Regions from separate parts of the Mus musculus genome. Here region 2 is linked to region 1. The links are chromatin contacts, called in public promoter capture Hi-C maps. All regions are on one chromosome and are shown on one strand. The core of a region is the stretch at or near the end of the contact, and the rest is flanking DNA. Distances in the headings are between cores, read along the strand shown. Region 1 holds the start of Tagln3 (transgelin 3). Region 2 holds the start of Dppa4 (developmental pluripotency associated 4).

The links. Promoter capture Hi-C pulls out the DNA fragments that hold promoters and counts their contacts.
Region 2: a contact with region 1 is called in a promoter capture Hi-C map of stem cell-derived epiblast-like cells, with 4 times the contacts expected there. The contact joins the promoter of Dppa4 here to the promoter of Tagln3 in region 1. A contact is called at or near these places in 4 of 39 promoter capture datasets (embryonic stem cells, hippocampal neurons, liver and 1 more).

What each region holds. Positions count from the first base shown.
Region 1 is chr16:45,722,533-45,726,379 of GRCm38.p6, forward strand. Tagln3 (transgelin 3) reads right to left here and starts at 1,999. Exons shown (of 4, transcript NM_019754.3): 1 at 1,595-1,999; 2 at 391-565. The coding sequence starts at 1,774.
Region 2 is chr16:48,282,317-48,286,364 of GRCm38.p6, forward strand. Dppa4 (developmental pluripotency associated 4) reads left to right here and starts at 1,419. Exons shown (of 7, transcript NM_028610.2): 1 at 1,419-1,525. The coding sequence starts at 1,502.

The sequences.
Region 1 (3,847 bases), core at 749-3,248:
AGGAGAACACTCACTCACTCCTGCCTCCTTTCTCTTCCACTAAGTGTGATTTGTGATGGAAGGCCGACTAGAGGAAAAGACATGCGTGTAGCCAGTTCCCTTCTTCTCTGTGGACACTTCCACTATCACACTTAGCCACTACTTGGCTGAGGTTCTTGCCCTAGCCTCAATATGTGTCCTTCTGTACGACAGGACCCCTACCCAGAAAGCATCACAAACAGGAAGGCCAGCACTGTCCCTGGGATGACAGCTGAGAACACACTTCCCCTCCCCCAAGCAGCACAGGGAATCCCTGTGTAAGTGGCTTTTGCAAATAGAGGACAGAGAAAAGAAGAGGTACTGGGACAAGAGTCCAGGGGAGACAGACCTAAAGCCAGGAGGGCAGTTTACCTTCCCAGAGATCCACTGTTTGAAAAATGTCAGTGGTCCTGACACCATAGACCTCGGCAGCTTTCAGGAACTGAGAGATTTGCTCCATCTGCTTAAAAGCCATCTTTGACTCTGAGATCTTGGGGATGGGTTCTTGCCCTGGTGGATATAAACTGTTTATCAGCTTGCACAGGACCTAAAAAGGGAGTGTGGGGGACAGAGGGTTAGTGTGTTTCCCTTTGCAATAAATGTCACAGGTCAGAAGTGAGTGGTGCATCTACACACACACACACACACACACACACACACACACACACACAGACACACACCCACACCACAGAAGACCCCCAGGGAGCCCATTCACAGACAATAGCTGACCACAATCTTGCAGCCAGAACCTAGTTCCCTCCTTGAAAATCCTGGATGATGAGGACATGATCTCCCATTCTTAATGGAGGATGCATTGGAGGCTCACGGGGAACCGGGAGGATTCTGATCTGCTCTCTGGGATCTGCTGTTTTCACTAACTCATCCTATCTAAGTTTGTGATGCGTCAAAGAACTGAATTGGGTCTTCTCAGAGACTCTTAGAAGCCAAGCCCTACGATGCCCAACAAATAGGTGGGATAGCAGTTATGTAACAGTAAATCACAGCTTGCCAGAAAAGATGGGCTTCTTTGACTTAGCTCAGCTGTCCTCCTGGAACCCAAACACACAGTATCTGGACAGAAAGGCACTTATCACATAAGGATTCCCTTCCTGTTCAGGGGAACTCATCTGCTCAAGAGATCCTGAGCACCTCCAAGGGATACAGCTTCCATGGAGGATGACAAGTTGGCTAGCCTGACCCCCTTCCTTTGTTTCACCGTGTAACCAGCTGGTTCCCTTGGGGGTAAGAACAGCCCAAGAAGGCTAAGGAGATCACACAGCAGCAGCGCTTAGCCCTACTCTGAATGGAAACATCAAAAGGGCTCCAGTTTTGCTTACAGCTCAGAAGGAAGCTTGAGTCTCATATAGGTGGAGAATCCTCTAAACTAGCTAGGAAATTGTGCAGAGAGCCCTCAGAATTGCAGCCAGCCCTGGAGAAATAAAGGCATGCTCATCTCTCCCGGTGAGACCCAGACCTTGGCAACAGGGGATCTCCCCGGGCCTCACATGGAAAGAAAAGGCCCTAGCAGGGTTTCCCTGCCCAGCGCCCCAACAACCAATATCCTTGCCCGCCTTACCGTCCCGTCCATCAACCATTTCTGAAAATGGGCCCTGCCCGGGGGCGGGTGCTCTATATCCTCAGCACACTGCAGGATGATCCAGTCCACCAGCTTGTTCTCCAGATCCGCGTCATACTTCTGCTCAATCTTCTCCTGCACCTCTCGGCTTAAGCCATAGCTCGGACCCCTGTTAGCCATCTCTGGAAGAGAAGAGAGGACACACGCGGCATCCACACAATAGCAGCCACAGGAGCCCCCGGGTTTCCTGAGAACCCGGCTGGGATGTGGCAGGGAGGCCGAACCCAGCAGCAGCAAAGCGGGCAGAAAGCCGGGCGTGGTTTAAAATCAAGGAGCCAATGAAGCCAATGGGGTTTCACCTACAAACGGGAAAGAAAAGCGCAGCCACGCGCCGCTCTGGACTCTAGAATAAAGCCCTGGCCAGCCCACGGGGGGCTGGAACCCCCCTTTCTCAGTCCTGCCTGTCAGGCAGACCGGATGATGTACATGGGACTCATTCGTGAGCATAAGCCCCCAGACAGACGGTGGGTGGTGGGCGATGGTTGCTTGCTTCCGCTCTCAGCAGCACTTTGCTAGAGATGCCCAGAGCAGGTAATTAACAGGCGGGAGAAAGGATGTCTCAACATTACGCCGCGGATGGTGCAGGAGATTGGAAGCAAGGCGCCCTGGATTTGATTTTCTCACGGCTAAGGAGGGTCAAACCAGGGCTGTTGCTAAGAGCGCCCCAAAACCAGCCCTCTCCTAGACAGGCCAGACCGCCTGCCTCCCGCTGGGAGCTTCTTTCTCTGCCGCACAATCCTTTCTTCTCCTCTGGGAAACCCAGCATTGTATCTGAGGCCCCACACAGCTGCCTGAGGGGACTTGGGCCTCTGGGAGGGTCCATTCTGCTAAGTGCCCATCTGCCAGGAATAGCCAAACCACTTTAACCTTGCACTGAAGGGACAGTTGTTACAGGACAGGATGGGGTCGGGATGGGGGTGACACTGGAAGCTGCAACCGTTTACTTAAGCTGTCAAGGCAGTTCCATCCAGAAACTTCCAACCCGTAGAAAACCTCTGGGCTTGGTTTGGCTCTATTCAAGGGATAAGTCTTATAAATGTTACTTTAAAATAAAATATATAAGACAAATTTTCTAATTAAACAGAAGTCTCTCCGTACCCTAAAAGTTTTGGTAGGTTGCATTCAGTGCACAGATATTCATGCAAGTAAAACGTTCATGAATATAAAATAAATATTTTAAATTAGTATTTTTTTAAAAGGTGAAAAAGTCTTAGAATCAGCAAGTAAACTGAGACTGGAACGTCAGACTGGCTCCAGGTAATAAAACACTGCTTTGCAAGGGTTTGAGGTTAGAGTTTTCAGTAATTTTAAGGGTCAGTTTGTAAATTCTGTCATCTTTAGTTACTGGGTTACATAAGTAAAAGTGACAAAGATGAAGTATCCAAAATGAATTGCTCTTTATTTTTGTTACACTTCCCAATAATTTATATTCTTGAAGATATTTGTATTCAAGTCTCTACAGAAGATAAACACTGTATAATTGTATGGTCCTGGGCTTTCTTCGCCACATTGCTTTCAGAGATGCCACAGCGGAAGTTTGAATCTGGTCCTGATGAGAATCCATATCCCAAGGATGGTGGCAAGTGCCAGCAGTAAAAAGCCAGTTATTAGGCACTTACCAACCTCACACTAATTTGCCATGCAAGGGAATTCGAATATTTTCAGGAGAAAGAAAACCACCAGATCATCACTGGATAAAAGGCAAGAGACTCACTCATCTGACTGATGTAGCTGAATTAATAGTGGTGCTACTTTACTGCAGAAGAACTCACAGGTAGGGTGGTATACAAAGGACAGAGGTAATAAAAGTTGGTCCTGCTACTGTCTGAGATCATTGGGCGACTGTTTTATAAGTCTGGCGCTCAGGAGAATCATCTAATGGGTAGAAACTTGAGTCATCTGCTTGGTAGGTAGGAGTTAAAACCATGAACCTGGGTGACGTTACTCAAGCAAGTAACATGAAAAGACCATCAAGGCCAGAACTAAAGGAAAATTAACATTACAAGTTGGGCGGGGGTGGGGGGGAGGGCGGAGGCCCTGAGGAATTCAGGCACCAAGTCCGAGCTGTTTGGGGATAAATAAATGATGCCATAAAAACAAGTTCAAACTCAAAAGTGCTTTAAAGAAAGAGATTGGAGCATCAGCAGAGGATTTCAAGGCAGTAAATTCTATCAATAATGCACAGGCAAAGCA
Region 2 (4,048 bases), core at 169-2,668, 2.6 Mb after region 1:
TGGTGGGTGGGACGTGCATTTAGTCCCAGCACTCAGAAGGCAGAGAGGCAGGAGGAGCTCTGTGAGTTCGAGGCCAGCCTGGTCCAGGACAGCAGGCTACACAGAGAAACCCTGTTATCAAATACCAACCAACTAGCAACGACAAAACCTTTTAACAGTTGGCAGAAAAAAAAAAAAAAAAAAAAGGGCTGGTGAGATGGCTCAGTGGGTAAGAGCACCCGACTGCTCTTCCAAAGGTCCAGAGTTCAAATCCCAGCAACCACATGGTGGCTCACAACCATCCATAACGAGATCTGACTCCCCCTTCTGGAGTGTCTGAAGACAGCTACAATGTACTTCCATATAATAAATAAATAAATCTTTAAAAAAAAAAAAAAAAACAGTTGGCAGATAGAAAGTTACAGTTTTGAACCAGGCTCGGTGGCCTGAATTCCAGCCCTGGGGAAGCTAGAAGATCAGAAATTCAAGCCCTGGCCAGGTGTGGTGGGGTACACCTTGAATCCTAGCAGTCAGGAGGATGAGACAGGAAGACCTCAGTATGCTGCAGGTCCGTGGAGACTTCAAAAAAGGAGGGTTGGATGGGGAAGAATTAAAAGAGTTGTAATTTTATGGGCTGGGATTGTAGCTCAGTGGTAGATTGATTGGTGCACAGAAACAAAGCCCAGGGTGAGCCCTGAAACCACCAAAACAATGCAACCCCCACCCCCTGCCATCTCATGGAAAAGGATTTCTGGAGCAACTGGGTTGTTTTCATTCCTGTTCAGGATGCTAATTCCATTAGATAAATTTGCAGTCTTTTCAGAATTCTCTAGGAACTTCACTTTCCCTTAGCAATATTTAGGTTCTTTCTTTCTTTCTTTCTTTCTTTCTTTCTTTCTTTCTTTCTTTCTTTCTTTCTTTCTTTCTTTCTTTCTTTCTTTCTTCCTTCCTTCCTTCCTTCCTTCCTTCCCTTTTTTTTTTTTTTTTCTTTTTTCTAAGATAGAGTCTCACTATGTAGACTAGGCTGACCAGGAGCTCAGAGAGATCCACCTGCCTCTGCATCTCTAATGCTGGGATTAAAGGTGTGTGCTGCCACGCCCAGCAATAATTACAGTTTTAAATATCCCAGATCTACAGTTGCCAGGAGCAGGGGGTAGCAGCTCACACCTCTAAATCGCAGTATTCCGGAGGTTGAGACAGTACAATATACAAAGCGCATTTCTGGCCAGGCAAAGAAATGATAAACTCTGCCTCAAAAACAAAACAAAACAAAACAAACAAAAAAAAATTCGAGGAAACAAGCCTAATAATTAAACCACACAAAAGGGGATTTTATTAAAATCAGCCACAAAAGGAGATTTTAGCATCACAATTTTGTTGAGGGTGGGACCAGAAGGGGAGGGGAACGGAAGAGGGCCTCAAGACAACAGGAAGTAGGAGGAGATTTTGAAAAGCCGGCTGAGGTCAGAGGTCTTTTGGAAGCTGGGAGAACTTTCTTTCGGAGGATTCATCTATTCTCAAGATGGAGACTGCTGGAGACAAGAAGGTGAGAACTGTTTTTACAATTTGGCTTTCCAAATGAGGGCCCCTCATTTTTGAGTATAGCCAGCCATTGTTTGGAGAAGAGAAGAATGAGCGTTACAATTTGTTACAACCTTAATTGTTTTTTTAAAAAAAATTATTATTTAAAGGCAGGTGTGTGGCTTGGCGGGCCCGCTCGAAGTGGCCTTGCGCGAGACCCTGGGGCCCGGGTGTAGATGTGTTAGGAGAGGAGGGTGTGTTTTGGAAGGAATGCTTTGTTAGGAAGGAATTTAGAATCCCGTAGCTGGTCCCGGGATAAAACAGGGTATAAACTGAGGCTTTGGGTAGCCTCGGAAGGAGTCCCCAGTTAACCTGAGAGGACCCGAGGGCTTAACCCAAAAGTGCCTGCTACAGGGCTTCCAGGCCCCTTAATTTATCCATAGGCCCTCAGAATCTATGAATTTTGACATGGCAGACCTGCTGGTTCCTAACTGTAGTAGCCAGGATAGGATGCTGAGCACTTTCCTGGACTCCTCCCCAAGAAACCGCCAGCCATTTTCATCTTTCTTTATTGTAAGAATTTTGTTAAGTCCTAAAGTGAATCCTTTATAAAGAGGTTGTGCAAAAGTAAATCTTAGTCCTTGGGAAGCCGGTCCCTATTGTGATGGGAGAGAACTGAGGTGTCAAGTAACAGGAAATGCTAAATTGTCACTTCCACAATTGCGGGGGTGGAGGAGGGGGGGGGTGGAAAAGACCTAGGTTTTGGAGCTAAGTGACCTGGTGGTTTTACTTATTTATTTAGTGAGTTATTGTTTTGTTTCTCTGTAGTCCTGGGTACCCGGGACTCGCTCTGTAAACCAGGTTGGTTTGCCTCCCGGGTGCCACCCTCTCTTTTCTTTCTGAAACAAGGTTTCTCTGTAGCCCTGGCTGTCCTGTAACTCACTCTTGTAGACCAGGCTAGCCAGGAACTGAAGAGATTCGCCTTCCTCTGCCTCCCGAGTGCTGGGATAAAGGCATGTGCCATGACCACCTGGCTTTAATAAGCTTTTAACTTTTGGCCCTCCATGTTGAAAATACAGTAGTGGTTCTGAAGTTATATAAAGATTAAATGAGGCAAGGAGTGTGTTTAGTCGTGTATATGCTGGAAGAGGCTTAATATTTGTTAGGTTTTTTTTTTTTTTTTTTGGTGTGTGTGTGTGTGTGTGTTTCTTTCTGTGCTTAGGGATTTTTTTGTTGTCGTTGTTGTTGTTCCCTTAATTAAACTGAATATTTATTATCCATCCTCAGCAATAAAAGGGAGAGGGACCCCATTCTTATGGAGTTTAAAATCAGATGGAATTAATTGACACATGGAAATGAGGTAACATGTGGTAGATTTTTGAGATTCCAGCAAAATAACCCTTGAATTGAGACTCGGAGGACAGTGAGGTGTAAGAACTGAAGGAGGAGTGGGTGGGTCCTAACACATCACCAGGCTGTTTTAACAATTGGAAACTGTCCCTAGGCCATGTCTGAGAGGCTCTGAAGGGAAATCAAGCCACGGAAGTGACAGTGCCTTTGGTACATCACTCTGGCTACAAATTTCTTTGGGTGAGCCTAGAACCAAGGACTAGGGGAAACAGTTTTTGGGTGTGAGACTACAGAGTAAGGTTTTCTTTGTCCAAGAGTGGACCACTATCCGGTTGCTTTCATTATCTTCTGTTGCTCTGTTCATACCTATTTCATCCTTTAGTTTTATCCTGTAGCCTAAGCTTGGGTAGAGGAGGCACCAAGGATGTGACAGATCCGTCACATCCTTGGTGCCTCCTCTGCATTCACTGCACAGGTGCTAATACAGCTTCAGTTTGGATTTCTTCCTTCCTTAAGACAGTCCCATAGGGGGCGGGCCTGTGGACCAAATCCCAGCACTTACCCTGAGGCAGGCGGGCCTCTGAGTTCAAGGCCAGCCTGGTCTACAAATCTAATTCCAGGACTGCCAGGGAAGCTACTTAGAGAAAAACCCTAGCTCTAAAAAACAAAGACGAAGATAGTCTTACAAGTCTGGGCTGGCCTGGCCTTGGTCCTAGCCTAGGGTTACAGTTGTATGTCACCAAGCCTGTTTCTTTTTCTATTCTTTTTTTTTTTAAGATTTTTTTTTCATTTACATTTCAAATGCTACCCCAAAAGTCCCCTATACCCTGCCCCCACCCTGCTCCCCACTTCCTGGCCCTGGCAATCCCCTGAACTGGGGCATATGATCTTCGCAAGACCAAGGGCCTCTCCTCCCAATGATGGCTGACTAGGCCATCCTCTGCTACATATGCAGCTAGAGACACGAGCTCGGGTACTGGCTAGTTCATATTGTTGTTCCTCCTATAGGGTTGCAGTTCCCTTTAGCTCCTTGGGTACTTTCTCTAGCTCCTTCATTAGGGGCCCTGTGTTCCATCCAATAAATGATTATGAACATCCACTTCTGTATTTGCCAGACACTGGCATAGCCTCACAAAAGACAGATATATCAGGGTCCTGTCAGCAAAATCTTTCTGACATATGCAATAGTGTCTGAGTT